Regions from separate parts of the Gossypium hirsutum genome. Here region 1 is linked to region 2. A link is a contact called in public Hi-C data. All regions are on one chromosome and are shown on one strand. Each heading gives the region's core, a stretch centred on a gene start, on an enhancer-like site or on the middle of the called end of the contact. The rest is flanking DNA. Distances are from core to core; before and after follow the strand shown. Region 1 holds the start of LOC107910314 (QWRF motif-containing protein 2). Region 2 holds the start of LOC107910319 (protein SOB FIVE-LIKE 5).

Region 1 (3,469 bases), core at 416-2,915, 210 kb before region 2:
ATAACAAAATGATTAATTGATTTTAAAGATTTCAACAAGTTTTAAACTAAATACCTCAATGTGACACCGCCAGCTTCGGTCATAACTCCTAGGCCGGGTTTGGGGTGTTACAGGATGCCATTGACCAATGAACATTCAATATCATTTTTCGATATCTCAAAATCTCCTTCTCCATTTGCCCCAACCAATGGTGTTATTCTTTCATCCGCTCTGAGCTCGATTCCCACCAACCTGTCTCTCCATGATAGGACCTTTTCAACAATCGGTGTTATGTCCATCACAATATCTAGGTTTTCCTTTGTTTCCCTTATACAAACTTTCTTCAACGACCGACTCATTATTTCAACGTCATCTCTCCCTTCGCGCTCTGTGGAGTCCAAAATTTTGTAGTACACAATGTATTTGAGCAAATGGTTGTCCAAGCCTGGAATTATTAAAAAGATAAAAATTTATAATAAAAAATCATTAAAATTTATAATAATTAATAGAAGTTAATTAAAACCATAAATTTTTTATAAAATTTTTAAAAAAATTTATTAAAAATCGTTAAAAATTAGAAATTTAATTTAGACTTTTTTTTAGAAATTAATTAAATCCATATTTAAAAAATAAATATTTTATAAAAATTATTTTTCTCATTTTTATAAAAATATAGCCACCGATCATTAATTAAAAAAAAGCCATTGATTATTAGGAAGCCCTAACATTTTAAAAGAACTTTCAATAGTATGCATAAGAAAATAAATAATTCCAATGTTAAATATACTTAAAAGTAAATTATATTAGTTAAATAATTTAGTAAAAATGAGAAAAATAATTTTAATAACATTTAATAAATAATTTATATGGTTTTTAATTAATTTTTAACAATTTTAATAAATTATTTTTTTTTCTAAATTTTATAAACTTTTATGGTTTTTAATTAATATCTAATAATTATCACAAATTTTAATGATTTTTATAAGTTTTTTTTGTTATGAATATCTTATTAAGTGGATGTCCATCATGATCAAGATAAAGTTTTAATGTACTTTAAATTCTAATAGTTATTAGAATTAAATTTATACTTCCTTTATACTTCTTATACCTATAAATAGAGACTCTGATGAAGCATTGTAATCATCCATTTGATCAATAAAGTACATTTTCTATTCCTTTTATATTTTCTTTGTTCTTTATTATCTCCATCTCTCTTTATTTCATAACACGTTATCAGAATACAGTCACTCTAAATCTATTGATCAAGTTGTTGTCGAAATACGGTCACTCCAAATCTGTTAATCAAGTTGTTGTCGATTGCCTTCTAGAGCTATTGCAATTTCAGCCTTCAATTAAGGCCTGCGTATTATGGGTAATCATTAGAGCCTTTAACCACTCAGATCTTCCACGCATGTTTGCAATGGTAATTATGAAATAAAGAATCAATGGAGATGTTTGAAGTCTATATTTTTTCCATACGGTGAAAAATGATATATTTACTTTAGTAGGAACCATAAATAAATAATATGGTAAAAGAATTTATAAAGTAATTTCTCGTTAAGAAACTAGAAATGTGGCAGCCACGTGCAAGTAGTTTAGTAACAGACCTACAGAGGTTGCCTCTCCTCCACACGACTCATCCATCCCCATAAAACCCCACCACTGCAATAGATTCCCTTCATTTTAAATTACATACTACAAACTAAATATATACTACATAGGCCACTCCTAGCATTACCACCTCTATGCTTTCTAATCTAATCTAATCTTTTCCCACATCCCTCTCACTCTCTCCTCTCTGAAAATTCCGAGTTTTGATGTTTAAAGAATAAAATCTGTTAAATCCTATTAGTTTTTTCAATATAAAATTGGAGGTGTTTATGATTAGATATGTTTAGGTGTTGGGAAGAGAGTGAGATTAAAGGATCAGACTGTGGAATTGAATTTTGTGAGTGCCTCCAATGGTTACTGCTACCCTAAATCGCAAACGCCTGGGAAGAATAAGGGTTACTGCCTCCTTTGTTGCCCTTCGACCCCCACAATTTCATCCCTCCACCCCTTCAAAATTCCCGAAAATATTTGTCCACCTCCTCATCCCACTCAAATTCTTCCATAAAACACACGACTTCATCGGCTATTAAGAGGTCTCAATTGGTGGAGACGAGACATGCGGTGACCCTGCCGTCTAATAAACCTATGCTTTTGAAAACTGACAACGCTAACAACAACACTGCTGACTAGGTTAGCAAAGCTACACCAGCTCCATCACCATGCCCCACAAAGAAAGAAACCACCAACAGGTGCAAATCGATGCTGGAAATGAGAAGAACAGAGCAAACTAAAATTTCAAAGACCGAGCGGTGGCCGGCGAGGTTAAGGCTACCTAACTCAGTGACTAGTAGAAGCATGGCTTGCACTGATGAGAGGAATAGATTAAACGGTTCTATTAATGGCAATGTACTTGGGCCACTGCAAGATTCTATGGTTGAGAATAGAGATATAACAGCCGTTACTCCTATTGAATCTAAGGCTCAACGTGGTCTCGCTGCTTTTGATACTGTAAGTGTTTCTTCTGGTAGTACGTCAGGTTCTTCACAAAGTTCCTCCGCTAAGATAGACGTTAAGCGTGGGCCTCAAGGAATAATGGTCTCCACTCGGTCCTAGCAACAGACTGCTAATCGGGTATGCCGGTCCCATCCTGGCTCGCCCGTTCTAAGAAAAATACAGCGTGCACTAAGCTAATTGTACCAGACAAGTTTGGAACTGATACTCTTTTTTTGTCTCCAAACGTTGTATTAAACAGCAGAGGATAGTTACTGCCAATTCATAGGCTAGTTCGGCTTGCATCACCAAGTAAGCTTGGGTCATCTTCAACAAGGGGAATGAGTCCTAGACTGAGGAATGGGTTGGATGATAATTTGGTAACTAGGCTGTCGATTTTGAGCTTTGTTGGTAATGATTTTAAGATTGGGGAGAACAAAGTTTTGGATGCTAATTTGTTGAGGCTACTTCATAACTGGTGGTTGCAGTGGCGTTTTGTTAATGCTAGAGTAGATGCTACTCTGTCTTCCCAAAGGTCTAACGCAGAGGTACAACTCTAAGAAGTGACTTTCAATTTCTCTCGTTGTGTTTGTATGTTGTTTGTATGCTTCAAGTTTGCATGCTTTACTATTATAATATTCATAGGAATTCGCTTTTACTATAATTTTGGTAGTACGGCTCGCAGCATTAAACGTTGCATACGAACACCATTTTGAGGATTTTGGCTAAGTTTACTTTTAGAATGTTAATTTTTTTAGAATGTTGCCTGGTTGCACACAATTTGTTTTGTCTTACTGTTTGGAATTTCAGGGTTTTTTTAATTAAAAAAAAGAGCTCAAGAACAGTCCCGACAAACAATTGAATTATGTCTGATAAAAACAGAGAATGGTGTTCTTAGTAGAGCTAAAATTCTTTGGGCCACTTCTGCTTGATCGAACTTGGCACCCTG
Region 2 (3,596 bases), core at 1,003-3,502:
ACTTTCAACTTCAGAATCACCACAAACCAAAAATGAAGAAAAGTATATATCCTCGGTTCCTTATTCTAGTGCAGTCGGAAGCTTAATGTATGCAATGGTTTGCACTCGTCTTGATATTTCACATGTTAGTTTTGTAAGTAGATACATGGCTAGACTCGGTAAACTACACTGGCAATCAGTTAAGTGGATTCTCAAATATTTGAAGGGGACATCAAATGCTCATTTAAGGTTCAGAATAAGTTCAAAGGTTCTAGTGGGCTTCGTAGACTCAGATTATGCAAGCAATCTAGACAAAATTAGATCCCTCACGAGTTATCTGTTTATTTTTGGCAAATGCACCATTAGGTGGAAAGTCATGCTTCAAGCCATTGTGGCTTTATTGACTACCAAAGCTTAATATATGACAATCATAGAAGCTGTGAAATAAACCATTTGGTTGAGAGGTCTATTTGGGGAGCTAGTTAATAAACATGATGCGACTATTGTACATTACGATAGTCAAAGTGTCATATATCTCACTAAGGATCAGATGCATCCATAAGAACAAAACACATAGACATTTGGTATCACTTTGTTCAAGAGGTGGTTGCTCAAGGAGATGTTCATATTCACAAAATTGGCACAGAAAATAATCCAACCGATATGATGGCCAAAAGCCTTCCAGTTTCAAGTTCAAACATTGTTTGGCCAACATCCTGCAAATATCGAGTTAGGCCCAGATAGGACTCGACAAAGAAGGCGTTGGGAAAATATGAATCAAGATAGAGATTTATGGAGTGTGCCTCACATTTTGGAAAAAAAGAGTCGACATCGTGACAAGGAAGAGTCGATGTCCTGACGACGCGACACACGATGTCTCGACGAGAAAAAACAGACGACGCAACATGTGACATCCCGACAAGTCGATAAATGACGTCACGACGTGACGATGTGTTCCCTACTAAAGTACGTGTCTTCTCCTAGTTAAACTCAGCTATCTTTTCTTAGACAAACTCTAATAACTCTAGGGATATTTTCATCATATTAGCCTATGAATTTCAGCCTATAAATAGGGCTTTTAGCAACCCTAGAGAGATTGATTCGACAACACAACAAAAGAGAGTGTAAGGGAATTTTGTGTTTTAGCCAAAGAGCTTTGTATTTTTTGGGATTTAGGGGCTTGTTTTGTTTTTTTTTCCGTCTTGTATTATTCTTTGGCTATTTGTCGTTTTAGTGAAGCTTTCTTTGCCCGTGTTTTTTTTATCCTTTTGAGAAGAGTTTTTCCATGAAAATATTTGTGTCCAATTTTCTCTATTCGTTCTTATTTGTTGTTCAATTCGAATTTATTCCCAACATAATTGTTTCGACAACGAATATGATATCTCACATTTTAAATTTGACGACCAGATCAAGTGTTACAGAGTAAACTATACAATATTACATATGTAAGGGGAGAAATCCATCAATTTACACTATATTAAATTTTTGGGCTTAATTTTTGTATACACAAGTTCATCCTTTTAATTAACTTTTACAAATCTATGAATTGTTATGGCTATAAACAAAATTCTAGAAATTTGACAAAATAACGTGAGATAAGAGGAATACTTATATTTTAGATGCCGTATGTTATGCAACGATCCAACATTCATGGGGTCACTCACTCAAGACCCCACTACCATTTAATGCATTCCAACGGCGGCACAGGAAAAAATAAATAGATGGATAATCTGTTGTAATGACCCAGAAAGAAAACAGGGAAATTATAAGTTTACAATAACGTCTCAGTTAATACCCCATAATGAGTCTACGACAACTCAGCAAAGGAACATGCATGTCCGTTTCACATTTGGTTTAAACATAGATTTGAAGAATTGTCTTTAGTTAAATTTTGAATGAAAAGGGCATCTTGCATTATTTAATTTCATTAGACTCTTGTAATCTGATAATTTGCAAATTGTTTGTTCATTTTAATTAATTATAAAATATATGGTATGATAAAATTCCTTTAATTAAAGTCGAATTATAATTAATTATTTAAAATTTTAAAAAATACCCTCAATTTAAGATGTCTTAATTTCAAAAAATACAATCTCATCCATCATTTCCAAGTTCCAAATATAAACATTTGAAAGACATGTCGGAAAAGACAAAGATATAGAGGGCATTAAATGAGCAGTAAAATACATTCACTTTTTATTGAAAGGACAGCACCATTGTTGTACAGGCTGCTGTATTATTACATTTATATACATGAATTGATAATCGGTTCCCTATCAGCACTGTTCACCAATTTCTCTCTCTCTCTCTCTCTCTCTCTCTCTCTCACTCAGAGCCAACTGGCTAATTTGATTGATTCATTTAAGGTAAAAACAAATGGCGAAAGGCTTGAAGAGATGAGAAAAGTAGTCTAGGATTTGAGTGTGATTCTTTTGGTCTTATCCTGCAATACCCTCTTTGTATTCTATTTATATACGTAACAGCTTCAAGAATTTGCTTATATGTCAAAACTGTAAACCCAAGAGGGAAAAAAAAGTGTTTATAATGAATTTATCAGCTTCACAATGTGGTAGTGGTTGTGAATCTGGTTGGACTTTCTACTTAGGTCAATCCTCTTACTCTCAAACCCGGTGTCAAAATTTTGGCGGCAACTTTGATGAGGTTTATGGGGTGAAAGGAGCTAGATTCGGGGTTGAAGATGAAGAGGAGGGTTTATCCATGGTGTCTGATGCATCTTCTGGTCCAAGACATTATTACTGCCAAGATTATGTGGAATGCCTCGATGAAAATAGAAGCTTTTGTTCTCATCCTGTAAATCCTGAACCAGCTAACAAAACCAGCAAAAACAAAAAGAAGATGAAAGAACATTGTAGCAATAATCAACAACATTCTTATCTTGATGACACTGCCAGCTCTCCTGTAACAAGCTTTTCCGAGGTAAGTTCCACTATATTCTAATTGTTCTTGTTCGGTTGGTTTGTAACAAAAACAAGAGTAACAATGGATGTTTTCTGGTGTTTTTACAGAAGAACATCAACAAAGATGCTTCAATGGAGTTGTTGGACTTTTCACAAGGCTTTTCGGGTACACATTTTAAGGTACTAAATATATACTATATCCTTCTTTAAAGCAGTTAGTCTTCCATTATTATTATATATAAACTTAACCATGCCACCTGTGAGATACTTTCAGGGCAAATCATCATCATTCCAGAAAAAACTTGGTTTCCTAAAAACTGGAAAAGCAGGTTCGAAAAACCTGCAGGTTAGTCATCGATTTCAACTTTCTCCTCGACATTCTTAAAAATAAAAAAGAGAAATTTGATGGTTAGATAAGCTGTAGTTTGATAAAAAGAATTTGGTGGTTTCCAGGGAAGAAGCAAGGAATGACAAAAGGGTAAATGGTAACAGCTTTTGTCTCTACTAATGCAGCTGTTCTGGAGAGAGAAATGGGAGGAATGTTGTAGAAGAAGAAAAACAAAACAAAAAGGCCTTAGATCTCAAAGGGATTTTGTTCCTTCCTTTTTACTCTTGTTTTTTATTCTCCGAGTCTACTCTCTTTTTTTTTTTAATTTCTTTCTGTCAATGCAGTGGGAAACAACCTGAGAACATTAAAAT

What was found. Hi-C and Micro-C count contacts between places; a contact is called where the count stands out from the background.
Region 1: a contact with region 2 is called in a Hi-C map of leaf, with 3 times the contacts expected there. The contact joins the promoter of LOC107910314 here to the promoter of LOC107910319 in region 2. A contact is called at or near these places in 2 of 34 Hi-C or Micro-C datasets (both in leaf).

The regions. Positions count from the first base shown.
Region 1 is chrD02:17,286,386-17,289,854 of Gossypium_hirsutum_v2.1, reverse strand. LOC107910314 (QWRF motif-containing protein 2) reads left to right here and starts at 1,665. Exons shown (of 5, transcript XR_005910241.1): 1 at 1,665-3,068.
Region 2 is chrD02:17,077,082-17,080,677 of Gossypium_hirsutum_v2.1, reverse strand. LOC107910319 (protein SOB FIVE-LIKE 5) reads left to right here and starts at 2,252. Exons shown (of 4, transcript XM_016838135.2): 1 at 2,252-2,916; 2 at 3,006-3,077; 3 at 3,172-3,243; 4 at 3,351-3,596. The coding sequence starts at 2,524. The coding sequence ends at 3,368.